Regions from separate parts of the Mus musculus genome. Here region 1 is linked to region 2. The links are chromatin contacts, called in public Hi-C maps. All regions are on one chromosome and are shown on one strand. The core of a region is the stretch at or near the end of the contact, and the rest is flanking DNA. Distances in the headings are between cores, read along the strand shown.

Region 1 (3,567 bases), core at 1,036-3,535, 130 kb after region 2:
TCTTTCATTTCAGGAACTCAACTGCTGAAGCCAGCTTCTGGCCAATGTTCCAGTCTCCGCCTTTTATCAGGAGAAGGGCTGGGAATACAGACGCATGCACTGTGTCTGGCTTTTTCTGTGGGCTCAGAGGGATGGATTCAGGTTGCTTTTACCCACTGATCCCTGGTCCTAACTTGCACTGTTTGCTACCATTACACTTCATATGTTAACCATGTCCCTTTCCTACCCTGAACCACTTTAGTCTTCTCTGTCTCATAAAGTCCTGGGTATCTGATGTAATCTGCAGAACAGAGTTCTTTGGGAAAGCCAATCCTAATGCCCTCCACCCCAACACTATCTCTCTCATTCACAATCACCTTCACTATCTTACTTTGTGCTTATCCTTTCTGCTGGGTCCTCAGTGCGCAGTTCACTAATCTGGTTCATAGGACTCTCCTCTTCCACATCACTGTATGCCCCTCAAACGCGGTAAATTTTTTTGTGTGTGTGACAAAGTCTTACTATATAGCTCTGGCTGTACTAGAATTCCATATGTAGATCAGACTGGCCTTGAACTCAGAGAATTTGCCTCTCCCTCCTTAGTGCTGGAATTAAAGATGTACACCACCATAGCCACACCTGGAGAAAGGCGTGACTTTTAAAATTCTAGCTTTGCTTGGACAGCGTCTCCTAGATTGAATGGAGTCAACAAATAGGTGAGTAAGCAAATGACCTGCAATTCCTTACTAATATGGTTAATGTCAGATCTTGGTAGAGGAGAAAACCAGATTAAAACAACAAAGTTGATCATGTAACTAAAGCCATTTTTGTGAGTTCCTACAGTTGTATATAGTAAAATTATTAACATCAAGTGAAACCCTAATAAAAGATTACCTCAAGAAAACATTAAGAGACAGTTACCAGCAGATGTAGTGATCCACACCTTTAACTCCAGCACACGGGTGGCTGAGGCTGAGAGGAGAGGCAGGAGGATCTCTGAGAGTTCAAGCTCAGTGTGGTCTATATAGTGAGTCTCAGCCTAGCCAGAGTTAAATCCTTGCCTCAACTGATCGACAGACAGGCAGGCAGACAGATAGACAGATGCACGCGAGCGCAAACACACACACACACACACACACACACACACACACACACACACACACACACACACACTGAGGGACAGAGAGACAGAGCGAGGCAGAGAAAGAGACAGAGAGAAGCTGGGGCAGGGAGGAGGGGAGAGAGAAAGTATTTGAGAGTGAGAATTTGGCACTTTTAGGTTCAATTCCACAGAACTTTCTCTATTTTCATCACATATTTATTATACACCATAGAGTTTCACATTTATTTCCTTACTTTGTATTTTTGGGCTCCCCTTTCCTCTTCTTCCTCCCTCAACCTCTTTTCATTATCAGAGAATTATATATGCTAGGCAAGTGTTCTTCCATCAAGTTACAGACCCCTTAAAGAAAAGTTCTGGTTTTTAAACTTGGAGACATAGTGAACTTATTATGTATTCTAGTCTGATCTAAAACTTGTGATTGTCCCGCCTCAGCTCTTCAAGTAGTTGCTTCTATAGGTGTTTACCACCATATTTAGTTGCTTTTATTTATTTTTTTCTTGTTGAAAGCATAAGTTGGATATGTTATTTCCAAACCAACAATAATAAAAAAAGTGTGCTAAAAGATTACTACAATGACTGAAAGGAATCTACTAGATAATTAACGGTATCACTGACAAGGTTTCCACCCAATGCAAGAGCTAAAAAAGAAAAAAAAAAAAACCAAAAACCAAAACAAAACCAAACAAACCACCCACCCACACAGTAGAGTAGGGAATATATTAGCATCACTATAGAAGTACAATAGGACCACATCCAGTGGCCCTATTTAAAGAACTGTTTTGTTTGTAGAGACACTATTAGGGTTGTCAACAAAATCCAGGTCAATGGGATGCGTAAGAATACAGGAAAGTTCTTGAAAGTAATGCTCAAGTCTTTAACACAGAAGAAAATGTAAATACTCCAATTAGCTACAGGCAGACCAATAAGGATATTTTAACTCTTGGAGAAGTCCTAACACAACAATTATTATCAAACAGTGGCTGCAAGGACACAGCAGACGTTCTTTTCATATTTGTGAATATTTACCACTAACCAACTCTCCATTTAGGCTCCAAACAGTGATTTAGAAAGTGGGAAGTGTGCCATCAGATAGGAGGCTCCCTGTGGAATTGTTAGTGGCATGAACATACGGGTACAAATGCTCCGGCACTGAGCTGAAGGGCTAGCTCCCCAGCACCCAGAGTCCTGCAGCTCCCTCTGCTGCTCACCTGTGGCTCTGACCTTTCCTGCCTTTAGTAAGGACGTGTGAGCACTTGGAACTAACTGCACAAAATCATCTTGGAGGGGACACCAACATCTGCCATTGCCACCAAGTCAGACATGTCTTGGCTCACTTTTCTCTCTAAAAGATACTCTTTGCCCCTTATCTTTTATCATTCATCTGTGAAAATATATGATCCTCACTAACTATAATGTTCATTAATAAAAAATACACTAACAATCAAAATTAACTCCTGGGACATGGTGGTGTGCGACTTTAGTCCTAGTACTCAGGAGGCAGGGGCAAGCAGATCTCTGTAAATGCAAGGCCTGTCTGGTCTACACAGTAAATACTAGGCCAGTCAGGGCTACATAGCAAGTTTCTTTCTCAAGAAACAAAAACCAACCAAACAAAATTGACCTTCTCCAAGTGTACGCTGTTGTTTTATCTGTGTACCAAAGCAACTTATTCTGGTTCTAGATTGCCTCATTTCACCCATCCAGTATACTCTACAAAGTGGCAGCCAAGTTATAACATTTTAAAAGATTTATTTTATTTTGTATGTGTGAGTATTCTTCTTGCATGCATGTATACAGACCATGCATGTGCCTTGTGTCAGTGGAGTTCAGAAGAAGGTCCTGGGTCCTGTGAAACTGGAGTTACAGATAGTTATGATCTCCCATGGGTGCTGGAGACTGAACGCAGCTGCTTTTCAAGGGCTTGACCTCTGAGCCATCTTTCCTAGCTCCATGTGGCCTAGTTTAATATAAATCTAAAACTACAAGCAAGTTACAAATAAAAAAGTTTTTAAAAACTTTTCAAAAAATAAGCTGATAATAAACTCAAAAAATATAGATAATAGGCCGGAGAGATGGTTTAATAGTTAAGAACAGCGACCCTCTTGTAGAGGATCTTCCCAGCACCTGTGGTGGAAGCTCACACCCACCCACCCGCCTTCAGTTCTAGGGAGATCTGATGCCTCCACATTTATATATGTATACACACACACACACACACACACACACACACACACACACACGGTACACAGATGCACACACACATGCATACAAGCATGTTCTCTTAGAAATAAACCTTTAAAAACATAGGCAAAAGAACATATGTGAACTTTTAAAGTATAATGAGTAAAATTTTTCTGCTGAAAAATAGTTAGGAATCCACCCACTATTGATATCCTTGTTCTAGTATGGTATGTTACTGCCCATTTATCATAGGCTAGACATTGTGCTAAGTCAGTTGAAATCAG
Region 2 (3,539 bases), core at 471-2,970:
GAGGACAACCACAAACATCATCAGTTTTGAAGAACTCAGAATCTGGGTTCTGAGTGAATATCATATAGGCATCGAGGAGAAAACTTTTTAAAAAGATCACAGTGTCTGAACTTTGTATACGTTCGGAGTTTAAGACTCAAGTGGCCCCATCTCTCTCCCTCCTCTGCATCCTTGGATGGACTGGCAGACCTACCATTGTAGTTGGTGGCCTGCAGGACGGAGTGGAGATGCTGGGGTGTGCAGGTCTGCGTCAAGACTGCTACACTGGCCAGGCAGCCCTGCTCACAGGCAAGATGTAGAGGGGTATTTCCTCGAAAGTCTCGGAGCTCAGGATCACAGCCAGCTTTCAGAAGTGCCTCAGCAATTCCTGGCTGGTTGGTGATCACAGCCAAGTGGAGTGGAGTCTACAAATGGAAGAGGAAACAGAAAGGGATAAGCCATGGAGCAAACCCATAGTCTTGAGTTTCCTGAACCCCAGACACCTCCCGCTATGGAATCTGATCCTCCCATTTGTCTCTTAGGAGATCAGGCAAACAGGAGGCCCTAGGTGGGTCATAAAGACCTCACTAAACCCAAGGGATTTTTCTTCTGGTTCTAAGACGTTGGCTGATTTGAATGCAAAAGGCCAAGGCAGATAAGAACTAAGTGACTATTAATTTAGAAACGCTTTGGGGGCGACCGTGCTACATCTGACTCCACCAAGGGGTCAAAGAGGGCACCCGCGGGGCAAGCAAGCAGCGCACCTGCTGCAGGTTGTTCTGGAAGTTGAGGAAGGCCAGGTCTCCCTTCACCTGACCAATGACTTCCATGGTCAGCGGCTTCTCTTCGTGGATGATTGCCAAGTGCAGGAACCTGAGGGATGACAGGGAAACCCCCCGAGGGGTGGTGAGCACACTGCGTGGGGGGGGGGGAGGCGCGGGCTGGAGGTGGGGTTGGAGGGGGGATTGCGCAAGGCCGGGGTTTCTGGAGGCCGCGGCCGCGGTGTTTTCCGCGAGGTTATTATGAGCTGAGTGTTCCTGGCAGCCGCCCAGGGACTTTCCGTGCCCCACCCCCTCCGGGCGGGCGCCGGCCAGACCGGCCCGCCCTCCGCCGCCCGGAACGCCCTGTACTTCCCCTCGCGGCCGCGCGGCGCCCGGCGGCTGCGCGCCACCGCTGCCAGGCCGGGACTTTGCGTCCTCGCCGCCGCTGCCGCCCCGCCCCCCCCGGCCTGCGCTCGGCGACTCCGGGTCCGGGGACAGGGGAGGAGGGGGAGGGGGGAAGACAGGCGGCCCGCCGCAGCCCCGGCGCCCCGCAACCCCGGCGCCCTCGCCGTGCAGAACCCCGAGCGCGCTGCAGGCCCCGCGCGACCCCCACCGGTGCCCGGCGCCACTTACGAGTCTCCGTCCTCCGTGAGCTGCTGCTTCCAGGGCTCGGCGGCCAGCGGCGCCTCCTGCGGCTGCAGGCGGATCTCCCGCAGCTCCTTCACCATTTGCTCGTACTCCTCGTCCTTCATGGAGTCCAGGCCGCTGTCGTGGCGATCGTCCACCAAGCGCTCCTTCTTGAGGCCATCCCGCGGGCCCTCCATGGCCCAGTCCTGGCCGTGCCCAGCTGGCTGAAACATGGCTGTGCGGGGCTGAGCGGGTGCAGGCTGCAGGCTGCTGGCGGCTGGCTGGCGAGGTCTGACTGTTGTGGGCTCGGCAGCGCCGCCGCGGCGCCCTATAAACGCTGGCAGGGGATTTCTCAGGGGCGGGGTCAGGCGCGGGGAATTTCCAAGCCAGTCAGACTAGAAAAAGAACTGGCTCGTCCTCCACTGAGAAGCCTAAACCCAGGGCCGGGGTTCATCGGAGAAACTCCCTGCGATGAGCCACTGGGGTCATGCACAGGGAACTTTTTGATGAGCCCTGAGTGGCTGGAAAGTCCTCCCGACCAGGCCCCCTCCCTCTAGGTACTTCCCTGCAGCCTGCACTCAGTAACCCCAGCCCTCTGCAAGAACCCTTCTTTCCCTGGGGTTTCCCACCGGGCGATTTTGGTTTGGGGTCCCAAGCTGCGCAGCTTCCAAGGACGCAGACCTGCTAGGCTGTTCCTCTTAGCGATTTGCCAGTTTGCAGGTCTTTTCCGGTTTTTGATCTTTTTGAAAACCCAAGAGTGGAAACGCTGGCTAGGTGCAGGGATTCGCTTCTCCTAAATTTCTGCGACGACGGACATATGAGTGGTTCCGGGGCCGGCTGTGTTTTGTCTGTTCCAGGCCCTTTGCAATGCAGGGACATTTGGCTGTCCTTCACTCCTACTCCATGAAGCTGTAAAAACTTTGGCATTAAAACAAACAAAACCACCACCACCACCAACAAAAACCAAGAGCTTGGAGAACCCCTAGATTATTTCCTAGGGGTCAATAATCTTGCCCCCCCCCCCGGGGGAGGGGCAAATCCTAGCTCCGTATGGGAACCACATTTTTCCCCAAGTAATGCAAGCTGTTAATCTTAGTAGAAGTTGTAGTTTCCTTGCAACCGCAACTGTTGCGTTCTTGCTGTCGGAGTTAACTTGTTGCAGAGAATGAAGCCGGAGCTTATTGTGAATGCCTAGCAGAGCAATTGACTTAGTGCCCTAGCCAAGGCTGGCCTCTCAAACATAGCTAAAAAAGTAACTGTGAGGTATCCTGCAGGAGGCTCAAGATAGTCCTAACACAGACCCCATCTGAAACCTGCTGCTTCTATCAGCTTCCTTGCTCCCAAGGGACCGCGGCATTATGGGTAGCTGCTCCCCCAAGAAAGGGATTTGGGCCTGTGAGCCTCTAGTTTAACCGGCAAAAGTACAAATGTTACTTCCACCCCACCCCTACTTAGGGAAAATTAAAGCAACGTGGATCAGAGTTTGTCAGACCAGATCCAGGAGGCCTCTCTAGTTCTGCATAGATTTCTGGTGAGATGTGAATGATCTTTTTCTTAATGAGCCTTATGTCAGCTTTCCTCTCTTTGGAATTCCAGCGCCTCCCCCTGAGTATGCATGTGAAGACACTGAGGGAAAAGATTCAAAATCCAGGAAAAACCAAAAAGCCTCCAGACAGTAAGGGCCAGGTTAAAGTTAAAACTTCCTCAGCGAATTCTCCTTTTCCTCTCAGTGGCAAGTTGGATCTGCAAGTGTAATTGAGTGGGACATAGTGAGATTGATCATGAGCAGGACATCTCAATTCCACGCTCTGCCTTTCATTAAATACATTAGTTGGAGAAGTCACTTAACCTTTTTTTTTTATGGTATACTTGCTTTTATAATAATAAGATTGGATCTGTGCTGGTGGGGTGGTTTGAGACAGGGTTTACGTTGTAGGCCCGGCTGGTCTGGATTTCACTGTGTTGTCCCTGTTGACATTGAACTGTTAGTAGGACCTCTGCCTCAGCTTCCCCCTGAGAGCTGGAATTGCACGTCAGTCCTGGAATATTTAAGGTACTTTGTGATATCAGATGGGCATCATTTGTCTAGAAATACACGTCTCTGCTTGGAAGTATGAGTGTGGACTTTTGGAAATATCACAGTATAAATTTTTGGAGGAACCCAGCTTCGTA

Evidence for each region. Hi-C and Micro-C count contacts between places; a contact is called where the count stands out from the background.
Region 1: a contact with region 2 is called in a Hi-C map of rod photoreceptor, with 4 times the contacts expected there. The contact joins the enhancer-like site here to the promoter of Nfkbia in region 2. A contact is called at or near these places in 3 of 39 promoter capture datasets (the C10 cell line, HPC-7-derived erythroid cells and cranial neural crest), 2 of 484 Hi-C or Micro-C datasets (the N1E-115 cell line and rod photoreceptor), 1 of 115 datasets of contacts at active chromatin or transcription factors (embryonic stem cells) and 1 of 9 other capture datasets (embryonic stem cells).

The regions. Positions count from the first base shown.
Region 1 is chr12:55,624,621-55,628,187 of GRCm38.p6, forward strand. The region is part of intron 39 of Ralgapa1 (Ral GTPase activating protein, alpha subunit 1); the gene reads right to left. Among named protein-coding and RNA genes, the nearest start is that of Insm2, 27 kb to the left of the region's middle. Within about 2 kb of position 2,286, at least 5 of the 459 cell types and tissues checked have an H3K27ac peak or open chromatin away from gene starts, as enhancers often do. A contact at or near this core is called in rod photoreceptor, where this site is marked.
Region 2 is chr12:55,490,927-55,494,465 of GRCm38.p6, forward strand. Nfkbia (nuclear factor of kappa light polypeptide gene enhancer in B cells inhibitor, alpha) reads right to left here and starts at 1,721. Exons shown (of 6, transcript NM_010907.2): 1 at 1,374-1,721; 2 at 744-852; 3 at 194-404. The coding sequence starts at 1,600. Gm36634 (a long non-coding RNA gene) reads left to right here and starts at 2,369. Exons shown (of 3, transcript XR_381610.3): 1 at 2,369-3,420.